2 separate regions of the Anas platyrhynchos genome follow, and region 1 is linked to region 2. Evidence: chromatin contacts called from public Hi-C data. All regions are on one chromosome and are shown on one strand. The core of a region is the stretch at or near the end of the contact, and the rest is flanking DNA. Distances in the headings are between cores, read along the strand shown.

The links. A called contact is a pair of places that touch in the nucleus more often than the background predicts.
Region 1: a Hi-C map of skeletal muscle shows a contact between it and region 2, with 1.7 times the contacts expected there. The contact joins the enhancer-like site here to the promoter of TCF7 in region 2. A contact is called at or near these places in 2 of 8 Hi-C or Micro-C datasets (liver and skeletal muscle).

Annotation. Positions count from the first base shown.
Region 1 is chr14:2,905,003-2,908,893 of IASCAAS_PekinDuck_T2T, forward strand. LOC106014446 (a long non-coding RNA gene) reads left to right here. Exons shown (of 5, transcript XR_011803418.1): 5 at 45-3,184. Among named protein-coding and RNA genes, the nearest start is that of UBE2B, 5.0 kb to the right of the region's middle. Within about 2 kb of position 1,264, at least 1 of the 8 cell types and tissues checked has an H3K27ac peak or open chromatin away from gene starts, as enhancers often do.
Region 2 is chr14:2,782,449-2,785,961 of IASCAAS_PekinDuck_T2T, forward strand. It overlaps TCF7 (transcription factor 7), which reads left to right and starts at 1,644. Exons shown (of 12, transcript XM_072023466.1): 1 at 1,644-2,191; 2 at 2,299-2,365; 3 at 2,626-2,732. The coding sequence starts at 1,997.

The DNA of each region.
Region 1 (3,891 bases), core at 14-2,513, 120 kb after region 2:
TTCTCTCTAGAGCTGATCCTGTGTCCTGGTATCTTCACTTCCAGATTGCATTTATGTGTGCTGCCCGTACGTTTAAGGCTCTGTGGATATTATTCACATGCACAAGTAGCGCCTGAAGTTCTTACAGCCTTGTGGGTTTTGAGCATGGAATAGGAAGCGAGAAAGATACCACAAGCTCATCAACTTGGGGCTTCTTGCCACTTAGGAAACCATAGTTGCACTGGCTATGGCTTCTTCCTCCAACACGAGCTGTCTCCTCTGAGCATGGCAGAAGATACGATGGTTCTGCAGCCAGCAGGCAGCTCAGGTGGATTTGGACACCCTGCTGTCAGTGTTCCCAGACCTTACATTACCTTATCTGCACTGTCTCACATCCATACGTTGCTTTTCTGCGTTCTAGGGGGTTGCCACCCAACTGTGACTGTCTTTAGCTTCTTAAAGAAGGTGAGAAAGGTAGGGCCCTATGCCAACAGAGACATTCATCCTCAGCAATTCAGAATATTGAAGCATTGCCTAGCAAGGGTGATCTGAAGCATTTTCTGAGAGTTTCTGCTTCTCTCCCTATTCCATTCAGATGCAGAGCAGACTCTTCTAACCAAATAAACCAGATATCCGAAATAGATGGTTTAATACCCCTCTAAATGTACAGGAGGGCATTGCCATAATTGTGGAAGACTGTTCCCATTCCTCAGTTTCCATTTGCACTTCCAGCTGCCACAGCTGGATGAAGGCAGCCAAGTTTGAAGTGGGTCACTTTATAATGCCCCTTCATGTGTGATTTCTCCTAAAAGAAACCCAAATAAACACACCATGACAAAATAAAATGAATCCTCCTGGAAGCTCTCTGGATGTTTGTGAAAGCATTTTGAAGGGTTAAAAAGAATTCTGAGGGATCAAAATAAGACTGGATGAACTGTCTTCCCTCTCTTCTCTCATACAGCTCAATTCCAAGTTACATTTCATTTCATGTAATAAATGTAGTTGTCATCACTGACACCTTCTGAAAATGTATCTGTAAACCAGCCAACACATCATCAAGAGCAAACGCTTCAGAGATTTAAACAGATTTCCCACTGATATCAGAGTTTGGCAAGGACGTGGCAGAATCAGGCAGAACCGAGCTGCAGTGCTCTCCCCTCCGAGCGACTCAGCCAGCCTTTCTGCGAGTGCTGCGACTCAGCCACCGAAGGAAATCTTGGCTGCCGGGCTGTCATTTCCCCCGTCCCCCGAATGAATGAGATCCTTCATTCCTCTGACACACCAGCACTGCTATGGCCAGTGAAAGGATGAGTCAGAAAAGCCTGCTGGTGAAAGCTTCTGCGGTCTGTGCTAAACAAAGTACTCCATAATTTATTTGTTCGAGTTTTCATGGTGATAATAAGTTGTTGGCGATGCCTGGTATCACTGCTGGCATTGTGGATTGGTAGATGCCATTTTTGCTCGTCATTTATTTTAAGACTTACTGAGCGAGCTTTCTGTGTGGAAGAACCCATTTTAGGCATGCTCTTGAAACTGAAACAGAGCAAGCTAGTAAAAAAGAAAGTGCATCACAATTACATTATTCTTCCTCCATCTGCTCTCGCTCAAATCTCCTTATGACAGGAAATTGCCTATTGGATTTTTGATTTTTCTTAATGGAAATGGCAAAACCTAAATCCATTCCCGTTCCCACTGATATCAGGGGAAACAAGATACAGTGTCTGAACGGAACAGTTTTTTTTTCAATCCATTAGCGTCTGTAACTGCATCTCAGTGAATGTAGTAATTATGACATCAGTGAATTCAAATTAACTTAAATGCTTATGACACTGTGGACTGGCACTTATGCTACTGAATCTCTTTGGCACCTCTGTAAAGCCCAACTTCTCTAATTAGCAATCTCTGATGTGCCACATCCTTCATCTGTGGACGTTCCCAATTAAGCTGACTGAACCACTCCTGTAAGCTAAGGCTGCAGACTGGAACTGAAAGGGGTTTCTAGTAGGGGATGCCACTTAGCAGATTAATCAGAATACTGTACAAATGCACGTTCACATATTTGAGTGCACTAACAGGGAAAAGCATGCTGTATTTTGACAAATTAAAGTACTGTCATCTTCTGCTCGTGTTAAATTGTATCACCAATGTAGTATTTAAGCGGTGAAGTCATAGCTCAGCCAGGTGCCTCTGAATGTATGTGTTTCTCACATCCTAAACCTCCCTGCCCATGTCAATGCCAAGGTAACAAGTGAAATTCACTTTGCAGAGCAGACAGGCCTCCTGCACGTCTCGGGTGACTTCTGGGGCAGCGCTCGGGGAGATTCGCTGCGCGGGGAAGCGGCACACCCCTCAGCAGGTTTCGCTTCCAGATTTCTGTTGGTTAACACAGGCTGCGGTCGTTTCGCATTAGATAGATGGTTCTTCATTGGTGGTGGTATAAACGCACACAGTCGCTAGTAAAGAAGGTTATGAACTTTGATAGTAAGAGTTCCTCTCAGATACATGGACTCTATCTGCCAGTCCGACAGTGAGCTGGGGATATTTTCCTTGCCTTCTTAGGATGCTGGACTCCAGGAAGTACCACCCTGACAAAGCTGGGCTCCTTCTGAAAATACCCTGAAGGTGAGGTGTCAAACTGCTTGAAAAACGGTATATCATAATCAGATAATACATCAGCTGGTGAAAAGAGATATAAAGATTGTATACTGATCTTAGACCAGCATCCTCATGGGGATGGCTGGAAGACATTAAAAATCTCTCATCAAAAAGCCTGCTGTCTTCACGTCTGAAATGTATCCAAGCACGCAGCACTGCTGTGCTCCTCGCTGTACTTCCTCTCTCGGAGGAGGATACATAAATGCAGATCCTTCCAGCTGACTCATTCTGCACTGTAGACTATATTTGAGGTTTGAGAATAAAGGAATTATCTGTGCTTATTAAGCTATTTACCTCCATGTTTATAGTTCAACATTACCAAAATAGCTGCTGCAGTGTCCTGTTATTATTAACAGCAATCAATACCTAACAGGATGAAGGAGGGCATAAGGAATGGAATTACCACTCTTCCCTGCAGTTCCAAACCTGCTCTATAGAATTTTAGTTTCTATATTATTGTCTTACTTTTGCTAATGTTACACTGCATGTAAAAGTTCATGGTGTGTAATCTGAAAAATAAATAAATAACCAGAAATCCACTTAATAAGAAGCAGGTTTTGTTTGTTTTCTTTTTTAGAAAAGGCAGTTCTCAGGGCATGAAAGGATGGGCTTTCAAGAAAACCTCTCCTGCTACAGCAGAATTGACTCTGAGCCACAGAGTGCCCTAATTTCCCAAAGTCATCCATGTGCTAATGCTACTGCAATTAGCAACAGCTAAATGTAGGTGATGAGCGATCATAATAAGCATTTCTGCACAGCACCCCCCCTATCAATGGCAGGACAAAACAGCAGTGATTAAAAGAGAAGAGACAGTACAAAAAGAAGGACAAGATGGGAGTAGGGCAGGACCAGCAAGCTACTGCAACAGCAGGGAAGACAGTTGGTAAAGCGGTTGCTTAGCAAAATGGACTGGCTCAAAATTAAAGTAGTAAACATTTTTAGCTCTTCAGAATTTCAGAGATGGGTCCAAATAGTCCCTACTAGTACTGCTACTGCCCAAATACTCCCCTGATCCTCCAGTCAGATGTCACATTACTATGTTGTTTCAACTCTGCAGATCATTTCAGTTGGAAGTCTTAAACTATTATTATGAAACAAAACCCATTTCTCAATAAATAATTAAACTTCCAATATCTGTATGATGAAGCACTACAAGAAAAAAGAATCTCTATCTGAAAGCAATAACATTTATTTAATGTTCAGTCTTGCAGGTGAGCTATTCAATTGAATCAGAGTACGCTAGGGTGAGAGCTGGTG
Region 2 (3,513 bases), core at 394-2,893:
GCAATTAGCAGAAAGACGGATTTTGCTTCATTTAAATATATTCAGGACTTTTCAAAGTGGCTCCAACTAGTTCTTCTCCTCCCCAAAAAGTAATGAGATTATATCCATAGTAATAATACCCTAATTAACAAGAAAAATAGGGACCGAGATTTTTAGCTTCCTATTCAAGGGCTGAATGTGACAATATGTAGTATATTGGGTCATAAAAAACAATTTACATGGCGTCATTACAGTCTGTAGAAAAGTCTCCAGGACCCAGGGCTATCTTATGCAATCTTAATTAAGGAAAATAAATATCGGTGTGTTTTTTTAAGCTACCGGAGACATGCACAGGACCTGTCGTACGCGATCAGAAGAGATGGGGAGTTTCCTTTTCCATGGGAACTGCTTAGAAGAAAAACCCGACGCCGACACACAAGTGTCTAGTGTCTTCGGAATTGGCTGCGAAGATGTTAATTTCGTGTTTCCTGACCCTCGGGGCCGCTCGGGAAAACTCATAATTTTCTGCCGGCCGACGGCACGGCCGGGCTACCAGGGGGGCCGAGGGAGGGAGCCGGGCAAAGCGGGGCGAGCCCAGCCGGGCCAAGCCAAACCGGGCCAAACTGAGCCGGGCCAAGCCGGGCCAAGCCCCTGGGGACCGAGCCGAGCCGGGCCAAGCCCCCTAGAGCCGAACCGAGCCGGGCCAAGCCCCTGGGGGCCGCGCCGTGCCGTGCCCCCCGCCGCCCAGGTGCGCACCGCAGCGCGCATCCCCCCGCTCCCCCGCACCGCGTGCGCGCACACGTGGGCGCGCATCGCTCCCCACGCGTGTGCGTGTGTGCCACGGGCAGCCGCTCGTGCACGCGCCTTGGCTGCGTCCACGCGTGCCCGCCCGCCCGCCCGCGCGTGTTCAGCCGTGCGCAGCCGGCCGGCGGCGGCCCACGCGCGTGCAAATGTGCGGGTGCGGGGCCGTGCGCGCACACGCGGGGGGCTGGTGCCCGCGCACACACTCGGCGTGCAACGGGGGGGGGGGCGCGCGGGCACGGTCGGGAGCGCGCGCGAGTGTGCGGTGCGGGCAGATGCGGGCACGAGGATGCGCGCGTGCACGTGCGCGTGTCCAGATGCGGGCGCGCACAGGTGCGCGCACACACGCGTGGGCACAAGCGCGCGCACCGCCGCACCGTGAGCGCGCACGGGTGCGCGCACAGGAGCCCGCACAGCCCCGAGCCCAAGGTGGGAGCTGGATGGAGAGGAGGGGCAGGAGGTTGGGGGGGGGTCTCCCCTCGGAGCCTCGCTCTCTGCTCCTTTAAGACCGGCACCCCGCGGGGATGCGCGCACGGGCACGCGCGCGGGGGGCGCGCACGGGTGCGTGCGCCCGCCCCCGGCCCCTCCCCGGCGCTGCCAATCACCCGGCGGCCGCTTTGATGTCGGCAGCCCTTGGCCGCCGCGCCGCCGCGCTCGCACACAGGCACCGGGCGCTCCGTGCCGCTGCCCGCCCGCTGCTCCCGGGGAAACTTTGCGGGGCTCGGGCTTCGGGCTCGGCTCGGGGCGGGGGGGGGGTGGGCGGTGGTGGGGGGGCGGCCCGGGGTGGGGGGCCCCGCCGAGCCCGGCATCCCGCGACGCCTGCCCGCAGCCTGCCGAGCCCCCCGCCGGGAGAGGGAGGGAAAAGAGGAGGTGGGGGGGGGGGGGGGAAGGAAAAGAGTTAAGAAAGGAAAAGAAAAAAGAAATTGTTATTTTTTTTTTTTTTAGAAAGAATTCGGAAGGGGGTTTGGAGAAGGAAGCAAAAAAAAAAAAAAATCGAAGGGAAAAGTTTAGAAGTTAAGGAGGCAATTTAGGAAAGAACTTTAAAAAGCGAGTTTTGAAGAGGGAGCGAGGTCTTCTTCGAGAGGAAAATAAGAAGAACTGAGGGAGAGGAAAACAAATTAAAAAAAAAAAAAAAAAAAGCCGAGGAGGGCTCGGTGCGGGCGGCGCAGCTCAGCCCTCGCCGGGACGGTCGGGGCTCGGCTCGGGAGGGAGGAAAATGCCGCAGCTGGGCAGCGGCGGCGGGGACGACCTGGGGGCCACCGACGAGATGCTGGCCTTCAAGGACGAGGGCGAGCAGGAGGAGAAGATCCCCGAAAACGCCTTCACCGAGCGCGACCTGGCCGACCTCAAGTCCTCGCTGGTCAACGAGTCCGAGGGCAGCGGCAGCCCGGCCGCCGCCGCAGACCCCGAGGTGAGCCGGGCCCCCCCCTCCCCAGCACGGCCCCCGGCCGGCCCGCACCCCCCCACCCCCCCTCAAGCCACCCCCCGCTCTGCTTTTTCTCTCTCCTCCCCATGCAGGCCATCAGGCGTGTGCAGGATCCGCAGAGGGTTTATCAGGAGAAGCTCCCGGACCACATGGAAGATGGTTAGTGGCGGAGACCCCCCCATCTCCAGACCCCCCTGGGACATCCCCCGGCCCCGCGACCCCCTGGAGGTCCCCCCTAGGGTGGGAAGGGTTGGGGATGCCACCCCCAGAGAGCTGCCTTCATCCCCCTGCGGTCCCCTCTTTTAGGGCCACGGGGCAAAAAGGCTCCCCAAATAATCCATCACCTCCATGGGCTCCCCCGGCAGGCAGAAGTCACCTGTCGGAAGGCAAACCCTGACGGGGAACTTTGATTTTTGCAGGTATGAAGCACCAGGACCCAGGGATGTATAAAGGATCCACGTATTCTGGCTACCCGTTCCTAATGCTCTCAGACCCTTATCTGCCAAATGGATCTATGTCACCGCTGGTGAGTTCATCCTCTCCTTACCCAGAAGTTTGGTGGCCTCTCGTGCCAAAGTGTGCCGCGGGTACCGTGCGGGCACCTCCGTGTGCTGTTTTTTTTGACAAAATGCATCTCAGTTTCTAAGTGCCCGGGCGCTGTCCTGTCCGAGCTGAAGGAAGGAGTGGGAAGGGGCAGCGATGCTCGGTGGGCAGCGCTGCTTTTCTCCAACTCTGCTGGAGGAGTTTCTTCTCAAGTCTCCTCGTCTAGGTGTGCCTCTTCCAGCAATCAAAGCCTAAGATCTGGTGTAAAAATGCCCCTTCCTTTCTCTGGGTCTGGAGGCGAGCAACTTCTGGTGTTTGTGTTCAGGGACACGTCCCATGGTTTAACTTGAGTTTGGTGTATCTGCTGGTAAAACGGCTGGGTTTTGGCCTGGTTAGGGCTCTCTTGTGGATGATGGCCCAGAAAGTGGATCTTGCACTTCTAAAATGGCAATAGAGGTTTTTCGGAAAGAGCTTAATGCTACTGGAGGGCTATTCCAGTCTTCTTCCTACAAAGTTTTTCCCTTTCAGGTCGAATCAGTTAGGAACTCTGTGTATTTTGATGTTTATAATAAGTTGTGCTGTATGAATAATTGAACTAAAGGCTGCTGGAGAAAAGCTGTCTCTCCCCGTCGCCATCTCTATCAGAACTTCAGAAAAGAATTTGGTGACATCGCAGCAGATACCGAGCTCGTGTCGCTCCGGGGGAGCCGGCATCACTGCATTCATTTCAGACACTTGCAGTCGGTTAATGAGAACACAGCAGC